Regions from separate parts of the Mus musculus genome. Here region 2 is linked to region 1. Evidence: chromatin contacts called from public ChIA-PET data. All regions are on one chromosome and are shown on one strand. The core of a region is the stretch at or near the end of the contact, and the rest is flanking DNA. Distances in the headings are between cores, read along the strand shown.

What was found. ChIA-PET counts read pairs in DNA pulled down with a chosen protein or histone mark.
Region 2: an RNA polymerase II ChIA-PET map of memory CD8 T cells shows a contact between it and region 1, with 24 read pairs. The contact joins two enhancer-like sites. A contact is called at or near these places in 3 of 484 Hi-C or Micro-C datasets (CD8 T cells, cerebellar granule neurons and nephron progenitors) and 3 of 115 datasets of contacts at active chromatin or transcription factors (CD8 T cells, embryonic limb bud and memory CD8 T cells).

What each region holds. Positions count from the first base shown.
Region 1 is chr10:96,651,870-96,658,867 of GRCm38.p6, forward strand. No RefSeq gene overlaps it. Among named protein-coding and RNA genes, the nearest start is that of Btg1, 38 kb to the left of the region's middle. Within about 2 kb of position 4,547, at least 52 of the 459 cell types and tissues checked have an H3K27ac peak or open chromatin away from gene starts, as enhancers often do. A contact at or near this core is called in memory CD8 T cells, where this site is marked.
Region 2 is chr10:96,818,593-96,825,590 of GRCm38.p6, forward strand. No RefSeq gene overlaps it. Among named protein-coding and RNA genes, the nearest start is that of Gm46240, 79 kb to the right of the region's middle. Within about 2 kb of position 3,924, at least 60 of the 459 cell types and tissues checked have an H3K27ac peak or open chromatin away from gene starts, as enhancers often do. A contact at or near this core is called in memory CD8 T cells, where this site is marked.

The sequences.
Region 1 (6,998 bases), core at 3,297-5,796:
CACACACACACACACACACACACACCACACATGCACACCACACACATACACACACACCACATGCACACCACACACACATACCACATGCACACCACACACAAACATATACCACATGCACACTACATGCACACCACACACACACACACACACACACACACACACACACACACACACAAGTTTTCACAACACTTCCTCTGCTCCAGTGTGATGTGATTTGAAAGGAAAACCATCAAAGATGGCTTTTTTTTAATTCAGTACACTTTGAGTGCTGGTGAAGTGCCAAAATGTTTAAGTGCCCTGGCTCCTGGGACTCCCCCATGTCCCCCTTCTTTCTCTGTTCCAAAGAATAAGATCTATTATTTGTTCTGTCCTTCGCTATGTCCTCTAGATTCTTGGATGAAATTCACAAGGAGTTTTTAAAGCCTACTTGCCCCTCTGATGATGGCTGGTGATTTAAATTTGCATTCTAATGTGGCTCTTAAGAGAGCAGCCTTAACCTTCCCTGTGCTTTACCGTGAAGATTTAAAGAAAGGCACATGGTGACCAATACTTTGTATATATCACTTGTTCATGGTGTGCTTTCAGTTTAACAAGTGACCCTTTCTTTGTGTGTGAGGTGTATGGTATGTGCATGTGTGGTGTGGTGTGTAGTATGTATCTGTGTGTGGTGTGGTGTATGTGTGTGTGTGTGAGCGTGGTGTACATGTGGTGTGTATGTGGTGTGGTGTGCATGTGGTATGTGTGTGTATGCATGTGGTATGTGTGTGTGGGTGGTGTGCATGTGATATGTGTGTATGCATGTGGTATGTGTGTGTGTGTGTGTGGTGTGCATGTGATATGTGTACATGTGTGTGATATGTGGTGCATGTGTGTGGTGTGTGTTGTATGTGTTTATGTGTGTGTGTGTTTGTGTGTATATATATATGATGTGTGTGACTGTCTTTCATATGCAAACCATAGTCCTCAAAGGCCAATTTTTTGTGTAATTTCTCTTCCGAGTTCAGTTTACATAGTAATGCACATGATAAAGACCTAGTGAATACTTCTCATTGATCTTGGTGTCTTTGTCTTTAAACACTCCTTTTGATGACCGATAAATGATCAGAACCAACGACTGCTCTGACCTCTTGCCTTTACAGTAGGTCCGAAAGAGATCATCCTTAAATAGGTTTGATCCTGTCACCGTGTACCCATCAGGACTTCTTGTTGCCTAGAGATCTTGGTCCCAACCCTCCTTTTTTATTTTACACATTCTTCCAGAATATTCAGGGCCCTGATCATTATCACTAGCGTAACCTGTATCCTTACTGACACAGCGGACTCCAGTCAGTGGTTTCTGTCCTTCCTGGACAGGCTCCACGTATTCTAGCTGCTGACCTTTGCTCAGCCTGTCTGCCCTCCAGGGGCACGGGCCTTCTCTGATTGGCTTGTCCTCCATGCCCTCTCCTGTCTTCCCCACAACAGTCTGGGCCAGCCCTGTCCTCCCCAGCTTGTCTCTTACCTTCATCACTAAGCAGCACCCTTGTCACCCATCTCCAAGATCTTCCAGACACTTCTTGGTAAAGCCACCCAGGACCCCTCTTGCCCTTCTCTTCCCTCTCTTACTCTCTTCCTACTAAAGTTTGGGTACTGCATAGCACATCCTTCAGTATACACCTATATTTGAGGTCATTTGATAAGGGATTATTGCCTCCACTTTAAACTTTTGTAAGTAGCCTGTGCTGCTTCATCCCGGCCTCCTTGTATCTCCTGTAGGCCACAAGGGATGCATACTAAATATTGATGAATACATTGTTGATAGTAAAAATAGTAAAAATTCCTGTCCCTACCTCTTACCCCCATTTACCCTCGGGAATTGTCCCAGTCTCCCATTCAAACCCTTCTCTCTCTTTCCTCCAATCCCTTCACACTTGCTGATTCTCTAATAGATGGAAGTTAGATCAGAAAAAATGCTCAAGGTCCTGTGTAGGGATAACTATTAACACAGGCTTTTTAAATTAAATTTAATTTAATTTATTATTATTATTATTATTATTATTATTATTATTATTATTTTGAGTTAGTAAGTTTTGTAAAAGCCAAAAATCTTTGTTAAATTTCAATGGTTTAGAATGTACCATGCTTTCTGTGACACCAGAGGCTGGGTCAGAGACCCATCAGAATTCGTAGCTCTTTCATTGTACTTTAAAGACAGCCACTCAAGTCCCAATCTGTGTGGGTATTCATTAGGGAGACTGGGACAGCATTGGAACTTCATGCTGTAGTGCTGGTGAGCTGATAAGGTAGTGTTCTCGTAGCAACTGGTTTTCTTTTACACATCTACCTGGATAATCATTTTAATAACATCTAACAGATAATGATAGCCAGGAAACGGGGCAGAATAATGATTAACGAATCCGTGTTTATCCAGTGTACCCAACCCAGAAACAAACCCTCATGGAAAAGTTCAGTCCTTGTGTATTCAGATCTGCTTTTAAGGTGTAGAACACTACAAGTTCATTGCTCTAAATTTGCCTCAGAACATAGTAACTTTGTCCTTCAGCCAGTTTTTGCCAGCGTTTCACTTTAACTAATGGGTGGTCTATTTAAAAAAAAAAAAAAAAAGACAAAACAGTTCTTAAATGTGGCTTCACACCATTAGCTTTGGACTCCAACAGAGGGTTTGGGAAATTTCCTGGGGCCTATGTGTAAATTTGAAATTACAGGAAAAGACACAAAGGAATAGGGAAAGCTGTGGTTATCCTGCTTCCTGGAGCGGGTTAGTATCAGTCCAGCCTCGCAAGGCTGTGTTCTGAGAATTTTCTCACCTTACCCATGGTGGGAGTGAGCAGGAGATAACACACTTTATTTGCTTTTTCTGTTGCTGCAGAACGAGAGACAAAGCTTAAGAAAGGCCATACCTCGGCAGACAGAAAGAGGAAGGCGCGGTCTAGAGCTCTGAGGGTATTGAGATCAAAGTCACTCAGTTTTGCAACACACACCGAGTGTACTCATTAATTGTTTCTTGGGTGGGAGAGATTTCCTGAAGATGAGACCACATGTCTCTTCTTAAAGACCAGACTAGAGAGGGAAAAAAAATGGAGAGATCAAATCCCACTTCTAGAAGAAGCGGCTGAGGTTTCTGGATTGCAGGAGATGTTTTCAGCGAGGGGCTGGGGTCTGTCTATTATAGCATAGAAAGAAAGACTGGGAATTGTCAGTCTTGGGGGATTATTTAACTTGACTTTATTTTTATTGGTTAATTATTTTTTTTAAAACCTTTGTGATTGTCTCTAATCCTCATGAGTACCAAAGAAAATGGCCCTTTGTGTCAGGGCTGGGGTGGTGAGGGGAAGGGAGAGACAGCGGTTCTCCAGGGCAACACTGGAGTACTAAGGGAAGGGGGAGTGGGATTTTAGATAGCAAGAGCTTGGAGAACCAGTCCTACCAGGTTTTGTAGTTTAAATAAGCTCTTGGGTGGTGTTAGCTGTATCACACATGTGCTAAGAAAGGTCCATTGTCTCTGGAATTCCATTTCTTGTCAAAATAAAGTGTTTAACCCGTGATGTTTAAGGTTATATTCTAATTTACACTCTATTACTCAATTGCTTTTAAACAATCTGAATTTTTTTTAAAGGATCGGAGTTAAATATAGTTGCTTAAAAGAAAGTAAAAATGGACTATTTTGTCTTCATTTAAAAAAAAAAAGATTTATTTACTTAGGTGTCTGCATGTGTCCTTTGGTGAGTGTGCATCGTGTGTGTGTGTGTGTGTGTGTGTCTGTGTGTGTGTGTGTCTGTGTGTCTGTGTCTATACGGACCAGATATCATTGGAAGCCATGGAGCTGGAACTCCAGATGTTATGAGCTACCCCATGTGAGTGTTAGGAGCTAAACCTGGGTCCTCTGAATGGAGAGCAATGGCTTTTCTTTCCCTCCCCATTTGGTCTTTAGAGTGGCTGGTGTTCAGCACATGAGACAGCATGAAATCAATCAACATGGATACTCTTCAATAGCAGCAAGGACTCTTTAGTGCTGAGCCATCTTCTCTAGACCTAAGTGCACACATTACCAGGTGGGTTTGAACCACCGACCTTTTGGATAACTGGAGGCGAATTTGTGTTAGCAAATTGCACACAGAGTAAGAAGTTCCGTAAGAGGGATGGTGATCAGTTCAGATGCCCCCACAGTCTCCTTTATTCCCTCTTCTAAGTTGCTGAGAGACTCATAAGACTCTTAAGAGGCTGTGTTTCAGGAGCAAATCTGGGTTAATGTCCTGCTGGGTGTGAGGACATTCAGTTGTAAATACAGCTCTAGATACAAACCTAACACAGCTGCTTCTGTCTGAAACTTTGAGCTGGGGTGTGTAAGTGTCTCCTCCCCATTTTGTACTGGCCTCTGTGACATTACCATCTCATGTGTCCTGAAGTTCCAAGGCTCTTGGAATTCATTTCTTGGCTGTTCAGCATTACACAGCCTTTCCTTGGGGTGAGTTAGTCTGAGTGTGGCGACAGCTATTTCATCAGAGATCATCATCATGTGTCTCACTCAGACTTTCCTAATGGTGGCTACTGCCAACAGGAAATGATCTGTATGTGGAGGGCTGTGTGTGAAATAAGAGTTCAGCACTTGGTATTAGACAACGTCCACACACATGCATCTGACAGTGAGCATTGCATCAAACGAAAAGGTTCTTGTCTCTCTTCTTGCATGATTCTAGCAACAGCAAGTCAGCTTCAGTGCGCTTGGGTAGCTCGAGACCTGACTCTGAATAATACAAGATCCGTCTGTCTTTGAATGTTCTCTTAGGAATCCCCGTGCTCATTAGCACCAAGAACAGATTTAGATCATCCTTCTACTCTGTCTTGAAGTCTGAGATTTGTGACTGTTAGCCTAGATTAATGTGTGTGTGTGTGTGTGTGTGTGTGTGTGTGTGTGTGTGTGTGTGTGTGTGTGAGAGAGAGAGAGAGAGAGAGAGAGAGAGAGAGAGAGAGTCTCTGAAGGCTTTTAGAGTCTTATAATGATCTCATGATTTCTCAACCAGCTTTTGTCTGGACTTAAGACATCAGGACAGACATTCGGGAGGTGTGGGGTTCATGGAAATTCCTTCCACCAACCAACCCAAACATTCCTCTTATCAAAAGTTTCCAATGGTCAACTCAATGAGTGACACCTGACCCTCAAATACTTTCCTAAATTGGAGTGTGTTTAATTTAGCTGATTGTTGTATACAGTAATCACGAAAGGCTTGAGTATCATGTGCTCTACCCGTAGGCAGTATTGCAAGGCAATTGCCTTGTCTTCCCAGACAACAGGAACTCTTACAAGCTTTCTGAGTTGAATCCATTTGCCGTGTGCACGCTCTTCTCTTTGGCCTGTGATCTATTTGCCATTTGCACGAGTTATTTTAATGGCTGACAAAAAAAGAAAGGTTAAGAAAAGGAAAAAAGCCAATAGACAAAGAAAGAAAAGTTTACACACTTACAAGGTATCATGAAAGTCTTACCAAGAGGACGGAGGCGAACCACAAAACAGGAAAAAAGAGTCATGAAGGACATTCTAGGTAAGAAACTATTCTCTGAAATATACAAATAATTCTCAAGTCTCAACAGTGAGAAATCAAACAATCTAAAGATGAGCCACAGACCTGAGCAGATAACACACCGAAGAGATAAAGATGGAACATAATCATGCTAAAAAAAAAAAATGGCAGCAATGAATTGTAAATTAAATGAACAATGGCTCACCACTGCATGCCTATTAGCTCCAATCAAATCTTAAACACTGACACCATCAAATGTTGATCAGAACATAGAACACCAGAAACTCTCATTCACTGTCAGTAGAGATTCCAAAGAGTCTTGCTATCTGGAAGGGTTTGACAATTCCTATAAAGCTAAACATGTGACTTTCATATGATTCAACCATCATGCTCTTTTGGTATCTATACAATAAGGCTGAAGAATTATTTATGGCAGATATGTAAAGAAGCTTATTCATAATTGCCAAATTTTAGAGGCCACCAGTTGTTCTTCTATAAGGGAGCAGATAGGGTATGATATAGCTAGAGGGGGTATAGCTTAGTACTACAAACAGAAATAATACCAGTCATAAAAGGCATGGAGAATAGCTCAATGTATATTACTAAATAAAAGAAGCCATTCTGAGGAGATTATGTAGTATAGGATTCTAATTGTTTGACACCGGGAAGTGACAGGCATCTGGAGACAGTAAAAACTCAGTGTTTCTCAGAGGTTAGGTGGTAAGAGAGAATGAATAGACAGAGAAGAGAGGGTCCGGTCCTTCTGAGAGGTTCCATGGAGGCAGTTACGTATTATACATGTGCCCAAACTTAGGGAAAGTCTCTAAGTAGAAATGGACTCTCATGCAAACTGTGTATGATTGACAGTAAGGAAGCGTCAAGGTAGCATCGTCAGTTAATAACAAGCGTTCTAATCCTGACTTGAAAGGATGAGGAAGGCTATGTGTATAGTGTATCTGTGGGTGTGGGAGGGTGAGTAGCGGGTTCTCTGTACTTCATATTTGGTCTTTTGCTTACTATGATCTTATAAGTGAAAACCTACTTGGTTTTATGTGAGTGTGTGTGTGTGTGTTGCATTCATGTAGAAGCAAGAGGAAGATGTCAGGAGTTTTCCTCTGTCACTTTCAGTGACCTAAAGCACACTTTTGAGCTTCTGGAATTTACCTTCATGTCTCAGCCCTGGAGTTTCAGATAGTTTCAGCCATGCCTGGCATTTTCTTTTTTAAATGAGGACTCTGGGGATTTGAACTCATATCCTCACATGTGCTCTCACTAATGAGCTGTCTCCACTTCCCCTCTACCTTGCTTTACAATGTAAGCTTAATTTCTTAGTGTTCTACAGGTTCTGTCATATACAAGTTCTTTGCCCTTACAGATGGAGTCATTGCCACAGCTGGGGAGAACCAACTAAACCCTTTAGAAGAGAGAGAATAAACAAACAAACAAACCGTGAAGGCAAGGCACAATAACTCATGGGGC
Region 2 (6,998 bases), core at 2,674-5,173, 170 kb after region 1:
TTATGAACTAATCAGTACCCTGGAGCTCTTGACTCTAGCTGCATATGTATCAAAAGATGACCTAGTTGGCCATCACTGGAAAGAGAGGCCCATTGGACATGCAAACTTTATATGCCCCAGTACAGGGGAATGCCAGGGCCAAAAAGTGGGAATTGGTGGGTAGGGGAGTTGGGGGGGAGGGTATGGGGGACTTTTGGGATAGCATTGGAAATGTAATTGAAGAAAATATGTAATAAAAATATTTAAATAATAAAAAATGGGGTTCAGAGCTAAACCGAATGGCTGCGAAGTACCTGAAAAAAATATTCAGTATCCTTAATCATCAGGGAAATGCAAATCAAAACAACCCTGATATTCCACCTCATACCAGTCAGAATGGCCAAGATAAAAAATTCAGGTGACAGCCGATGCTGGTGAGGATGTGGAGAAAGAGGAACACTCCTCCATTGTTGGTTGGATTGCAAGCTTGTACAACCACTCTGGAAATCAGTCTGGCAGTTCCTCAGAAAATTGGACATAGTACTACTGTTGGATCCTGCAATACCTCTTCTGGGCATATATCCAGAAGATGTTCTAAGTGGTAAGTAGGACACATGCTCTACTATGTTCGTAGCAGCCTTATTTATAATAGCCAGAAGCTGGAAAGTACCCAGATGCCCCTCAACAGAGGAATGGATACAGAAAATGTGGTACATTTACACAATGGAGTACTACTCAGCTATTAAAAAGAATGAATTTATGAAATTTCTAGGCAAATGGATGGACCTGGAGGGCATCATCCTGAGTGAGGTAACCCAATCATAAAAGAACTCTCATGATATATAGTCACTGATAAGTCGATATTATCCCAGAAACTTAGAATACCCAAGATACAAGATAAAATTTGCAAAACACATGAAACTCAAGAAGAATGCAGACCAAAGTATTGACACTTTGCCCCTTCTTAGAATTGGGAACAAAACACCTATGGACGGAGTTACAGAGACAAAGTTTGGAGCTGAGATGAAAGGATGGACCATCTAGAGACTGCCATACCCGGGGATCCATCAGTCTCCAAACGTTGACAGCATTGCATACAAGATTTTGCTGAAAGGACCCTGATATAGCTCCCTCTTGTGAGGCTATGCCAGTGCCTGGCAAACACAGAAGTGGATGCTCACAGTCAGCTATTGGATGGATCACAGGGCCCCCAATGGAGAAGCTAGAGAAAGTACCCAAGGAGCTAAAGGGGTCTGTAACCCTATAGGTGGAACAACAATATGAACTAACCAGTACCACCCGGAGCTCGTGTTTCTAGCTGCATATGTATCAGAAGATGCCTAGTCGGCCATCATTGGGAAGAGAGGCCCCTTGGTCTTGCAAACTTTATATACTTCAGTACAGGGGAACGCCAGGGCAAAGAAGTGGGAGTAGGTGGGTAGGGGTGTGGTAGGGGGAGGGTTAGGGGGACTTTTGGGATAGCATTTGAAATGTAAATGAAGAAAATATCTAATTAAATAATTTAAAAAAAGAGCTGGAGAATGGAGAGGATGCTGGTAGCTTTTCCCATTGCTGTGACAACATTGTTGCATAAGGCAACAAGAGGAAGGGTTTGTTCTATTTCAGTTTGAGAGAGCAGTCCCTTATGCTAGGGAGAACCAGTCAGCAGGAATGAAGGAGCTGGTCCCACTTTGTGAGAAAAATTATGCTTAGCTCACCATCTCCTGAACTCAGCCTAGAGAACGGAAAGGGGCCTCCCATACTCACAGAGGGTCTTCCCAATTCAGATAACCCAATTGAGAAGCTCTCTCATACACAGGCCCAGAGCTCTATACTCTAGATGGTTTTAGACTTTGTTAGGTTGACAGTCACAGGGAGGCCAAGTGAGCAGGAGTGTGAGAGCACTTACTCAGGGATCTCTGGTGACAGTGCCTGTAGGCAGACCAGCACTGGCCACCTCTACATAAACATGGGGGGCTAGAAGCTTCAAAGTCATCTCCTGCAGGAGGATCTAATTGAGGACTGTATGAGAGAACAAGGATTGCTGATGCAGACAATGCCAGCCAATTGGGAACTGCTGTTTAGAAAAGATGCTTTCTTGGGACCCATGGGCACAGGTGGAAGGTATTTATGGACCTTGCAACAGTGTTCAGACAAGCTTTCACCTGCTCCTGGAGTCTGTGTCTTTGATTCCAGGCTACCTCACCTCCAAGCCTCAAGGGCAGGTAGGGTCAGGCAACAAGTAGTCCAAGGTACAGACAGCAAGTGCCAAGAATGTTGAAGGATGCCCAAAGTTTTCCAGGTGTCAGTCACCAGATTTCACAAAGCAGCAAGACAGACAAACAATATGCAACCACACAGAAGAGAAGGGCCAATGCATATAAGAATAAATGTTATGCCTCACTGCCCGTCAAGACACACAATCTAGTGTGCTACCTACTCTTTACATAGGCAGAGATATAGGAAACCCATGTTATGGTTAGTTGTATGGGTGTAAGACCCACTGGGAGGGTGGCTGTGTTTGCACTAGGCCGAGCATTTCGAAACACTGCACAAAGCAAGTTTGAAGCTTCTCATCATCAAGAAATGACCAATGTTTGAGAAGATGCATTAAAACGGATCTAAACATCACACATCACACAATGTAGTCGCGGATTAATGCACAGTATGGAAACTCGTTCCCACATGCTTTTATATGTTGGATAAAATAAAAGTGAGAAAATTTTAAAGGAAGAAGAAACTGAATATATGCCACCAGCACATCTGGACTAGCACATCTGGACTAGCACATCTGGATGGTTAATATGACCTTAGAGGCAACCACTGGGCAAACCTCACTAGACGTTCTACAGGGCGTACACTGGCTTTGTTTATCGTAGCAGAACATATCAGACGCTATGACCTTTGGCTTGAACTAGAAGTAAGTCTTTACTCCGCCATGTGCTCCCCTTCCCTACATTTTATCCAACAGAATAGAATTGCCTAGATTACATTCTTATCCTCATTGGTCTGTACCAGCAACATTTGAGAGTCACTATTGCCCTGGCAATGTTCCTGGTTTTGCTCCAAGATTCCTTCCGCCTGTCCATCTTCTGCAGTGCCACCAGAGAATAGTATTTCATTAACCTAAATCATACGATGTAATTTTTCCTGCTTAAAACTGTCACATCAAGACTTTGAGTTATTATTATTGTTATTGTTATTGTTATTATTATTATTATTATTATTATTATTATTATTATTACAAGGCTTGGCTCCTGCCTACCTTCCCTTTTCTCCTGGTGTCTCAAGACTGACCTCTACCTTAAAAGCTAGTATTCCTAACTGGCATTTCCAGGACAGAGGAAACTGTCACTTCCAACTTTCTCTACTTGCAGCTTGCTTTGTCATCTTTAGGTCACAGACAGTTCATCTGACTAGTTGTCTCCAGCTAGGCCAAAGTCTCCTCATAAGTTGCAAAAGTTTTCAAATATTGTCATAAATTCCCATGTATCCAGGACACCAGAGTCTGGCCTCTGCTCTAGAAACTGCTTTACCCACATGGCTCTGTTCCAGAGACACCACTATTTTCTCCGTTTGGACATTTAGAACAAGCCCCAATTCTAAGCCTCTGCCTTGTGTTCATGGAACACCTCAAGCTAAATTTATATTTTCATGACTTTGCTTCCTTTTCTGGACTCTGTCTCGTCTCCAAATTGTCAGTGGTTTCTGCTCTTCTCATTTGAGTGGCCACATGATTATGGGAACTTCCAAGGTAGGAGAAGAGCTAGTTATTAAGATGAGGCCTGTAGAGTTGGGAACAACTTATTAGTAGCTGGGTGTGGCCCACGCAAACCTGGCTCAGAATCACAGCTCTTCAGCTTGAATTCACCCTGGGGAAGAGGCTCAGCTAGCAGCTCTTTAAAGAGCACAGGCTTCAGTGCCAGCTGTTTTCCTTGTAAAACAGCTGACCAGTTTTGCTCGGTGCAATCAGAGACTTGGGTTCCTTCCCACGAGGGAAAACCGTTGACCCATTTCAGTTAGTACTGCAGAAAAATTTCCATGGGCCCAAGAGAGGTTCTTGGGAAATAAGATAGGTATCCATTCATTGTATAAAGTGACAGGCAAGGCTTGTCATTTTTCACCATTGTAAGAAGTCAGAGGCAATAAACACATGCAGGAAATTGTGGTGGTATCTCCCCCCCACAATTGCTTCTGGAACTGTTTGTTTCTTTACAAGCTTGTTATTCACTAAGCAATCAATTTTAACTCCTCCTTTGCCCTAGTTCCTGGAAACCCCTAATCTTGCCATCTTTATAGATCTGCCTATTTTGAAAATTTCAAATACATTAAACTATACAACCTCCAACTTTTTGTGTCTGCTTCATTCATGTGAGGTATGAGTTCCAGTTGATTTGTCTGTGGCATGCACCTCCTTCATGCATTCCTTCCTTTTAGTAGTTGAATAATATTCTACTGTGTGGGCAGGCCACATTTTTTTTTTATATCCATTCATCTGTTGATGTGCATTAGGGTCATTTCCACCTGCAGGTTATTACCCTGAAAGTTGCTGTTATGGCTGTTTGTGCCCTAGGTTTTATTTGAACATCTGTTTCCAATGATTTTTGGTGTGACTAGGAGTGGAATTGGAGGGTCATATGGTTCGGGAAAAAAAAAAAGATCCTTGTTTAACTTTAGTGAGGGAACCATGAAACTTTGTTTTTTCTCTAGTGGTTCAACAATTTTACATTCTAACGAGTTACGAGGAAGGATGGGTTTGGGCAAATCCTAAGAACACCATACAAAGTGTTTATATCAATAAGTGACTCATTAAAGACATTTACATGATAAGGAAGAACATCAACTCAGATTCTTAAAGTGAGATAAAGTTATCCCTCCTTCTTGGTTGAACAGACCATGATGGCTAATTATGAGTCAGTTCTGGAAAGTTCCGAGAGCAGCGTGTCAGGGCATCTACACAGAAGATTATTGGTGTAAGGTTTTTGAAATAGCCACACGTCAGCTGTTCAGAAATACAGATTCGCACTGTCTATGGCTGAGTTCTGCTTGGCTCCAGTGACACTGTTTCTGCTGAGCTTGAAAACCTCTTAAACCTGTCATTGAAAGGTAATATGTTCTTTTCTGGCTTGAATCACAACAGGGAATTCAAACTTGTAGTTCCTTTTGGAGCCTAAAGTCATTTAAAGTCAAATCACCTATGAGGATAAGCAGGGAGCTGTTTCAGGTCTGAACCCCCTCAGCCTTCCCGGAAGTCATGCCATTGGAATGCACAAGCTTGGTCGTTATTACCTCTGGGTGGCGTTCGCCTTTGCTGTATCTGTACGGACTATATTAGCTAGGTCTTCTGGGATGTTTAAGTTTTCCAATGATGTTGACAGCCTTATCCATGCCCTGGTGATATCAGATATGGATTCTTGGAGCTTCCCTTTCTCAGATCCTTGGCTTCTTCCTATCCTCAGACCACTTAACATTGGTTCAAGTTACAAGTTCAGGGGATTCCATGGCATTTCTCAAACGTCTAAGGCCCTTAAGGGAGTTCACTGGTCTGGTGCAATACCACATACTAATCCTGTCTAGCCTAGAGTTTTAAGCTTTTGAAGCTTAAGTAAATGGGCAGGTAGGAGATCCCATTGACAGAAAGTCAAAAGTCACACTAGATTATGTGTTGGCAAGTCAAAAGGAAATCATTGTTCCTCCTAGAAAAGAAGAAGTTCAATGGAGACAACTTATACTGTGAACTTGATCATCAGTCTATGTGTTGTTAGTCTTCATCGTCAACTCGACAGGATTTGGAATCGCCACATACACCTCTGGGCATGATTTGGGATTTTTTTTTTTTTGAAGAGGTTTAATCAAAATGGAGAGCTCCAATTCTAATCGGAGCAGCAGCACCTTAGTCAGCTAGTATTATGGTCCTAAACGACTGGGCGCAACTCCTGCTTGGGTTTGATCTAAGACATTTCAGTGCTTGGCATCCATTGCATTGGTACTAGGAACATCCAGCTCTGTACAGTTAACAAGAGTATAGTTCCGGTGGAGAACTTCGAATGTCACGGTCACTTTGTGCTTCTTTGTCAATTGCTTAATCTTTAACCGGTGTAAATAAGACTCTTAAGCAGTTCTTAGAAAACTGTAAAATTCTCTACCACTGAGGACATGGCCTTGTCTTCGATTTGTAAAGCCTAGTTTTCTTCTCGGGTGTGTCCCTGTTCCTATCAGTGGTATATCTCATAACTTGGGGTCTGCTGGGGCAAATGGCTCAGATGGTAAGAACATCTGTACCATTAGCCTCCCCAGGTGCAGTGCTGCAAGAGAGGATAGCTGTTTCTTGCTCATCAGTCACTCACGTTTATAATCTACCATGTAATCTAGTTTGCCTCAGAAGTATTCAGATACAGCATGCCCCAGGAATGTGACATGGACTTGGAGAAAGCAGGTCTCTCAGTTGAGAGGAGTAACCCATCAGGATGATAGCCAAGGGCCATCAGTTAAGAGCAATCTTGGTGTCTGAGAATCATATTCTTCCATCCCCTATATTGATGCTCCCAGAGTATGAAAAAGTCCACTGTGATCTCCAAGCAATTCTACTTAGACAGGTTATTGATCTGTCAACAAAAGGCAGATATGGTGAAATAATACAAGAGATACATTGAAGGAAACCATTTCCTAGGGACTTGCCAAAATGTTTTCTCATGGCTTGGTTCCCAGAGTGGTACTATTAGGAAATGACGGGCTTCACAGGACTAGACCTCATGGGAGGATCTTAGGTCACTGGAAACATGTCCTTGAATGGGATCATGAAACTCCTGCTTTTGTTTCTCTCTGTTGTTTATTGGTCACAAGATAATCGATTTCTGTACCCCAGGTATTTTGTCTTAGTGATAAGGAACAAAGGTTATTTGGGTCCATCGTTTATAGTTTACACTCCACAGCTGGGTGGATCTATGGCTTTTAGTACTCTATTCAACTGATAGATAGCAATGGGAGGGAGACTGGGAGGGAGAGAGGCTAGAAGGAGG